Regions from separate parts of the Ctenopharyngodon idella genome. Here region 1 is linked to region 2. Evidence: chromatin contacts called from public Hi-C data. All regions are on one chromosome and are shown on one strand. Each heading gives the region's core, a stretch centred on a gene start, on an enhancer-like site or on the middle of the called end of the contact. The rest is flanking DNA. Distances are from core to core; before and after follow the strand shown. Region 1 holds the start of pcmtd1 (protein-L-isoaspartate (D-aspartate) O-methyltransferase domain containing 1). Region 2 holds the start of ube2v2 (ubiquitin-conjugating enzyme E2 variant 2).

Region 1 (3,806 bases), core at 120-2,619, 160 kb after region 2:
TAACAACAACAACAACAACAACAACAAAAACTTTACAGAGTTGTGAGGATTAATATTAAAGCAGCTTGCCATACCACCACCAACACTCGACTCTAAACAAATCGTATGGCGCCAAGATGTCATATAAATAATAATTTTACATTCCTCTGAACGATGTTTCTGTCGAAAGTGAAGAGAAATGCCGTATTTGCGACGCTTCCGTTCGTTTGTTTGTTTACGTTCGACGCATATATAATATGGATGGTGACTGACTGCGTGACGTACCGCGCTGAGGTCCATCCATACACGTAAAGATCTACATTTCACGACGCAGTCGAGCTAAAGCATTTATAAAACACCACACATCCGCACTGCGTTAAAAACAGTGTTTAGCGACGTGTGCAGTGCTTACTATATCTACATATGATATCTGAGACAATAAAAATCAAAGAAGCAAAAGAGAGAGAGAGAGAGAGAATGTAAGCGTTTCGCATGTTTAGATCCGCCATAATCTCTAAGCAGGACTTGCATGCATACATTAAATTAATTCGATAACAGGTCAAATTACAAGGGTTATGTAATATCACTTGCCATTTAAAATATTTACGAAAAAACTCCCGGTGTGTCGTGCATCTGGCCTTTGTTTTTATCCGTGTTGTGTAATGAGCAAAACGTAAAACATTTTTTTTTTTTTAAGAAATAAAAAGCACGTTATTTTAAAAAAAAAAAAATAAAGCTTCAGAGACAGTTGTTCTAGCTACTGCTTTTGTTATGTCTTATAAGTATTAGTCAACTTGCAGCATCTGGTTAAAACGCCTCCGTATTTCTGAGTCAGACTGTAATTCGGATAAAAATAAACAGAGCGAAGAAGAAGAAGAAGAAAAAACTAGTTTTTTAAATTACTTCAGAACATAAACCCATGCTGTTAGATGACATTAACGCTGCAGGACTGGGAAAACCAGTAAGACGGTTTCATTGTGTTTGACCTGGTACATCAAACCACTTTAGACAATATAACATTTGTGCATTCTTTAAAACAGCCATTTTGGGCTTTTTTTGCGTGCATTAAACCAAGACGGTAAGTTTGCATTTAAATGTCTGCCACATGTACATCTTCTTCAGCTTGCTCAGATCAACGCAAAGCAACAAAACAAAAATGTCGGCATCATCTCTGCGGAATAACAATGTTCACTGACCTTTATAAAGCCATGAATCAATCTCAGGCTTTGCACTAGCCAAACACACTGGATGCACATTAGAGTTGGTGTTTTTGAGCGCACTGTTGAGTTATGTATATATTTTCTTGGCGTTGAACAGCCAGCGCTGTTTTTCTCCAGGAACAGCTGAGAGGATGTAAACACACGTCACATGGTTCACAGAAACGAGGCTGCGGACATTAGACGGCAAATGCTGCTGGCTAATATCTGATTGCTATGATAGTCCGCCAGGGGGCTCTTAGAGGCCCAAAAAGCCAAAGCCCCATTGAGCTGCATTCAAATATCAGCTCGATTATTGTTATATTGGGGGCATTTGTAAATGTAAGTGTATAATCTTTTGAATATACCAACACTAAGGATTGGTCGCTTATTTATATTTATAAATAAGCTCTGTACGTCGATATAAAAACGATTAAACACCATTCGCCTAACTATTAATCACCAAAGAATATGATTAGTTCAGCCCGACTAGCGCTGAGAAAAGTATCACGTACCACGTGACCAAGCCGTCTTCAGTAATGATCTAAGGACTTGAAACTTCAAAAGCCGTTGAGTTGAAATACACAGTGAACAGTTAAAATATAAAAAATATTATTTGGATACACAGTATATGGCTAATTAGAGACATCTTCTGGGCCAATACGCCAAGCCAAATTCTTCTAAATGCCATTCTACCCGTTTTTTTTGTTTGTTTGTTTCGGACAGCTGTTATTTTCCCCCGCCTGTATTCACAAATGTCCCGCCTCCTGAGCCAGGATTGGCTAGTAGCCCGAGAAGGCGGTCAGCGATTGGACAGTTTAGGAGTCGTTCATAATGACGTAGCTATCATAGCAGGAGAAGGCGGGACATGAGTGAAAAAACTTTACTAGGAAACAACTGATGGCTGCTTTTACAAAGAATCTTGTAAAAGGCATTTAGTACCCATGTAAGCATTTTTTTTTTACAACACTCAACGTCAACCAATTGATTACTAGGTTTTGCAATGAATCAGTGGTTATATTTGAGGAGCTAGGGTCAGTGTCTGTGTGTTTTTAGACTGATTTATGAAGATGATTTTTGGCTTTGTAATCTGTTGACAGTGGGTCAACAGCCGGAAGCACTCAGTTACTCCTAGAAAAGAACAGGCATGCCTTCTTGTTTACATCCAAAACACCCACCTTGTGCCTATAGGGTTGCTTCACTGCATTTCAAATTAGTCTGAACACAAATGTACCTGCTGTCTGGATTAAATATAGGCCTGGTTATGAGTTCTGTTGGAAGCATTTGTCATGTGTCAGTGGTCTCAGCCTGACAGGAAAACAGTATTCCCGTACCACTGTGACATTTTTTTATTTTCGCATAGGCCATACTACCCTGTTGACCCCTCATGCCCCTGTGAGATCCACTTAGTCCGACTCTATTGGGAAATTACTATTATGAAACCACTTTGAAATTAGTACTAAGTGTAAATTTATACATATGGACACTACGTTTCAACGATAGAGGACGATGCTCCTACAGGATTGACTGCAGGTTTTGGAAACATCAGGCCATGATGTTCCAACTCTACGTCATGGGCAATATGTAACAGCATCCAGTGGAATTATGGGTAAAATGATCTCATCGAATTCCCCCTTAACCCTAAAATACATAGCAAACTTTGCTCTCCTAGAAAAGATCAACAAAGAGAGATGGAATAAGATGCAATTTCTTTACAAACTACTTGCTTATATTTTAATGATAATTAAATTATGGGGTGTTTGTGTGTGTGAGAAAGAGAGAGTTTACTTAGATACAGTTTGAGGACAAATATGACATAGAAATTCACAGCTATTTGTTACATACATAATGTAATAATTTATTGTACTAAATAATAGTCTATTATATGAAATTATTTTTCATTATTGTATTTATTAAATACAATATAATAAATATTACATACAATAATACAATTGTTTTATTGAATATATACTACTATGTGTATATGACAGATATTCATAGCTATTTATTACATTCATAATATAATAATTTAAAGTATTAAACAACAGTTTACAATTTTAAATAAAAAAGTTTATTTTAAAAAATGATTTAATATAATAAAACATACGTTTGTTTATGTGTGTGTGTGTGTATGTGTAATTGTAATTTTTTTTGTTAAACTAATTTAACTTTTAATTTGTAATTTTCACTTATTTATTTAGTTTTTATTTAGTTTTTTAAATAAAATCGAATCGAGTCACTGATTCGACTCGCAAAGCTCCGAAGCAGTGTTTTGAAATCGGCCCCTCACTATATTGTTGAAAAGTCGTTATTTTGTTTTTTTGGCGCACAAAAATATTCTCGTCGCTTTATAATATTAAGGTAGCACTACTGAACTCGCATAAACTGATTTAAATATGTTTTTAGTACCTTTATGGATCTTGAGAGAGGAAATGTCATCGCTGTGAATGCAGGCCTCACTGAGCCATCGGATTTAATCAAAAATATCTTAATTTGTGTTCCGAAGATGATTGAAGGTCTTACGGGTGTGGAACGACATGAGGGTGAGTAATAAATGACATTATTTTCATTTTTGGGTGAACTAACCATTTAACAGTGAGATTCAGTCGAGGGTTAAAGTTAAGCTAAATC
Region 2 (3,982 bases), core at 1,325-3,824:
TCATCTAAGTGTTTCTCGGAAAAATCTCCTGTTCTTAGGTTTGATTTGATCTTCCTAATGCTGGACCCTCAGGACGAGGCGTATGACAGACGTCTGGCGCATCACCTCGTGGCTCTGTATTATCAGAGTGAAGAGCAGGTTGAAGAGGAGTATCTGGACATGGCCGTGCTGAAAGACTACATCGCATTTGCTCGTACATCTGTGCATCCCAGACTCAACGAGGAAGCTAGTCAGGCCCTTATTGAGGTATATAAACACAATATAGATCAAGGCACCTGTAGTAGTATAGTATTATATGTAATATTTAATGTTTGCAATATCAAATTTTGACCCTTGCAGGCCTATGTAGACATGCGTAAGATCGGCAGCGGTAGAGGTATGGTGTCCGCGTACCCCCGTCAGCTGGAGTCTCTGATCAGACTGGCTGAAGCACATGCTAAAGTACGTTTCTCAAACAAAGTTGAAACCATCGACGTGGAGGAAGCCAAGAGACTACACAGAGAGGCCCTGAAACAGTCTGCCACTGACCCCAGGACAGGATTCGTGGATATCTCCATCCTCACCACAGGTATGATTTAGACAACTGTCAGTACAGTTTTGAGGTTAAACGTTTAAATATTAAGGGGGCATATGAATAAAAATAAAAAAACAATGTACAATATCAGTTATAAATCAGTTATAATAAACACAGCAACATTCTGTAGTCAATTTTGATTTCATGGCGACTTTAATGTAGAAAATGATCTCATAATCATTGCTGTTCCTCAATTTCATTTGACCAATTATCCCTTAACTAGTACCTGTGAATATTGTATGCAAATTACAGAGTCTGATGGTTTTGATTGGTTGTTTCTGTACAGGTATGCATGCTTGTGCAGACAACCAGTATGATTCAATAGGAAAAAAATATTAATATTATAATTAAAATATTAATAATAAATTGATAATGTAATTATATAAATAAAATATTGTTACTTAAACATTTTATTTTTTTTATTTTTAAATCTTTCATGATCAGTGCTCTCCCTCAATTTCATTTGACCAATTATCCCTTAACTAGTACCTGTTGATATTGTATGCAAATTATAGAGAGTCTTGATAGTTTTGATTGGTGGTTTCTGTACAGGCATAAACTCTTTAAATCAATGGGGGGGGTTTATGAATATTAATATAATTTAAATTAACAAAATAGTAGTAATACATTGATAATATTATTATATAAATTAAGTAACTAATAATATTTTATCTTTCATTTTTTAATTTTTCATAATCATTGCTCTTACTCCATTTCATTTCACCAATTATCCCTTAACTAGTACCTGTGAATGTCATGCAAATTACAGAGAGTCTGATGGTTTTGATTGGTTGTTTCTGTACAGGCATGAGTGCTACAGCACGCAAGCGTAAGGAGGAAGTGGCTCAGGCACTGAAGAAACTCATCCAATCAAAGGGCAAAACACCAGCTATGAAGTACCAACAGTTGTTTGATGATCTTCGTGGCCAGTCAGAAGCGGTATGCTTATTATTTTAATAATACTAATAATGTTTAAAATACTCCATCTATAAATCTTTACTTAAAATGTTTTCCTCCAATTTCAGGCCATTACGAAGGACATGTTTGATGAGGCCCTCAGAGCACTTGCTGATGAAGATTATCTGACCGTCACAGGAAAGACTGTTCGGCTTCTGTGAATGCTTACTATGCCTGACTGCTGCTTCCTCTTTTGTTACTTGCTTTATCCTTTTTTGTTTTTCTATAGAGCAATTATTGTTAATAGTGATATGTATGGAGCCTTCCTGGTTGCAATAAATGAGTTTTGTTGTTAAAGAAAAGATTTTGTAAATTGTGTGGTTTATAGCTGCTGTTTACATAAATATGCAAAGCATCAAATCACTGACCTGAATCAATCCCATTCAGTTTCCTCTGGTGTTGGGAAAGTTAAAACCTCACAGAATGGAGGTGAAACAAGGTGCAGAAACAGGACAAAACCTAAACAGCTTGCAGTGCATAGTGAGACAAATAGACATTATGAAAACACTTTAGTCAACAAAAGTCTCAGGAAGGCAAGCATTGAATAGTTTTGGTGTTAATTATAACTGGATTATTTACACAATGGTAATCAAATTAACAGGATGCCCAAAAGGATGGGGGGAAAAAAACAACTAAAGTTAGCCACTGAGGGCATCAATTTGGTTAATTTAATGAAATTAATGTGTACTTTTATGATTTTAGACTGAGATAAACCAACAAATTGCCACAAAACCAAATCCATTGCTAATGCTTCCTGATGCCTGTGCTGTTTTCCTACTAAAGGGTTTCTTACTGAAGGATAATGTGATAAAAGACCTGGATTTGGTTGGTTAAAAGTATATTAGAGAAGACTAACTGGATGAAAAGTGAAATGAGGAAAAAGAAAAATATATATACTTTAAAAATTAAAACATGACAACATGCTAAAGATGCTATAATGAAATGATTTAAACTTAATTCAAATGGCCTTAAACGTTTTATTGTGATGTAATGCTCTAGTCTAGTGTTATGAATTATATATTTAAAAAAAATCTTTGCAGTGGAGCCACACCCCTCCCTCTCTTCCTACAGCACTGCGCGCATTAGTCACATGATCCACGACGTCACGGTTTCGTACGCTTTTGGATTCGGGCAGAAGAAGATGGCGGCCTCCTCAGGTTAGTCTCACAATCTCTTCAGTCCTCGCGGTCTTCCGCAGCCGTATTTTCACAACTATAGCGCAGAGCACGTACCTCACAATCTCATTTACATTATCTTAGAAGTTTAGCGTGCTCAAATGTCTTTATTTACTTCACTTAACAGTTCAGTGTGCAGTTTGAACTGTGTGTGTGTGTGTTAGCATCGAGCTAACGGCCCACAAACAGACCTGTAGTTTAAAAATAACTGCAAGTTTATTTTATATTAACAGCTAATAAATAATATAGGCGCACATCGAAAATAATTATGCTCTTATATGGTACCGAGGCACTGATAAAATGTTGTATGTTGCAGTTGGGCGGGTGTATCGGTGCAAAAAATGTGAGGCGAGGCGGAGCATTGACGCGCGTGCTGCTGCTGGTTCCGTCCAGTGCCGTGATAAAACGGGCCTTTAACTGATGTTTACGTGTTGATTTTTACCTGAGCAAATTAATACAGCCTTACAGAGTCATTTAAACCTTTTAAAGACAAATGGAGAAGTGCGTTATGATTGTGTTTTATATATATATATACATATACATACATACATATATATATATATATATATATTTTTTTTTATTTTTTTTTTAATTTGAGAAATTCATTATTTTTATTGTATGTAGATGCAAATTATAGCAGTGTTAGATTTCATAACTCATAATAAGATCAAATGACAGTTTATATGTATGTAAAGAACAGCACATCTTAAACATGTATCTCAAACACTTATTTTAAGACATGCTAAAACTTAGATCTTTAGAGATTACATTTCCACAAGCTACTTTGCACAGAGTTGCACTTCTTGACAGAATCAGATATATGTAAATGAAATTTAAAATGTGTATGTTTACATATTTTAGGCTCAGATGCATCAACTGATCTTTTATCAAAAATATATTGAGTTATTTAGTTTTGCGCCTGTTGTCTTGGCCTTCAGATTTTGAGGAAGTGAGAAACCGTGATAGAGCGGCATGTGTCATTTCCTGAATCATTCACAGATGAGTGATTAGTCTTTCCTTTGGACATTCACCTGAACTTGCAAATCTTGTCCCTCCACTTTGTCAACAATAGAGTATCTATATGAAAACACTAGATTGCTACTAGGTGTTGAAATGCACAGTTTGCTAACATTTCATATTTGAAACAGCACAGATTTTGTGTCATGCACTTAAATGTGCTTACATTATTATATTTTGTCTCTGGTTGAACAGACTGTTCTGTTCTTTTGTTTTTGAAGGTTGAAGATGACAATGAGATCCCTCATACAGTCATTAT

The links. A called contact is a pair of places that touch in the nucleus more often than the background predicts.
Region 1: a contact with region 2 is called in a Hi-C map of muscle, with 3 times the contacts expected there. The contact joins the promoter of pcmtd1 here to the promoter of ube2v2 in region 2. A contact is called at or near these places in 2 of 2 Hi-C or Micro-C datasets (both in muscle).

What each region holds. Positions count from the first base shown.
Region 1 is chr23:9,038,060-9,041,865 of HZGC01, forward strand. It overlaps pcmtd1 (protein-L-isoaspartate (D-aspartate) O-methyltransferase domain containing 1), which reads right to left and starts at 1,370. Exons shown (of 6, transcript XM_051882018.1): 1 at 1,176-1,370.
Region 2 is chr23:8,881,615-8,885,596 of HZGC01, forward strand. ube2v2 (ubiquitin-conjugating enzyme E2 variant 2) reads left to right here and starts at 2,575. Exons shown (of 4, transcript XM_051881518.1): 1 at 2,575-2,688. The coding sequence starts at 2,622. It overlaps mcm4 (minichromosome maintenance complex component 4), which reads left to right. Exons shown (of 17, transcript XM_051881516.1): 14 at 39-246; 15 at 340-568; 16 at 1,380-1,513; 17 at 1,600-1,833. The coding sequence ends at 1,692.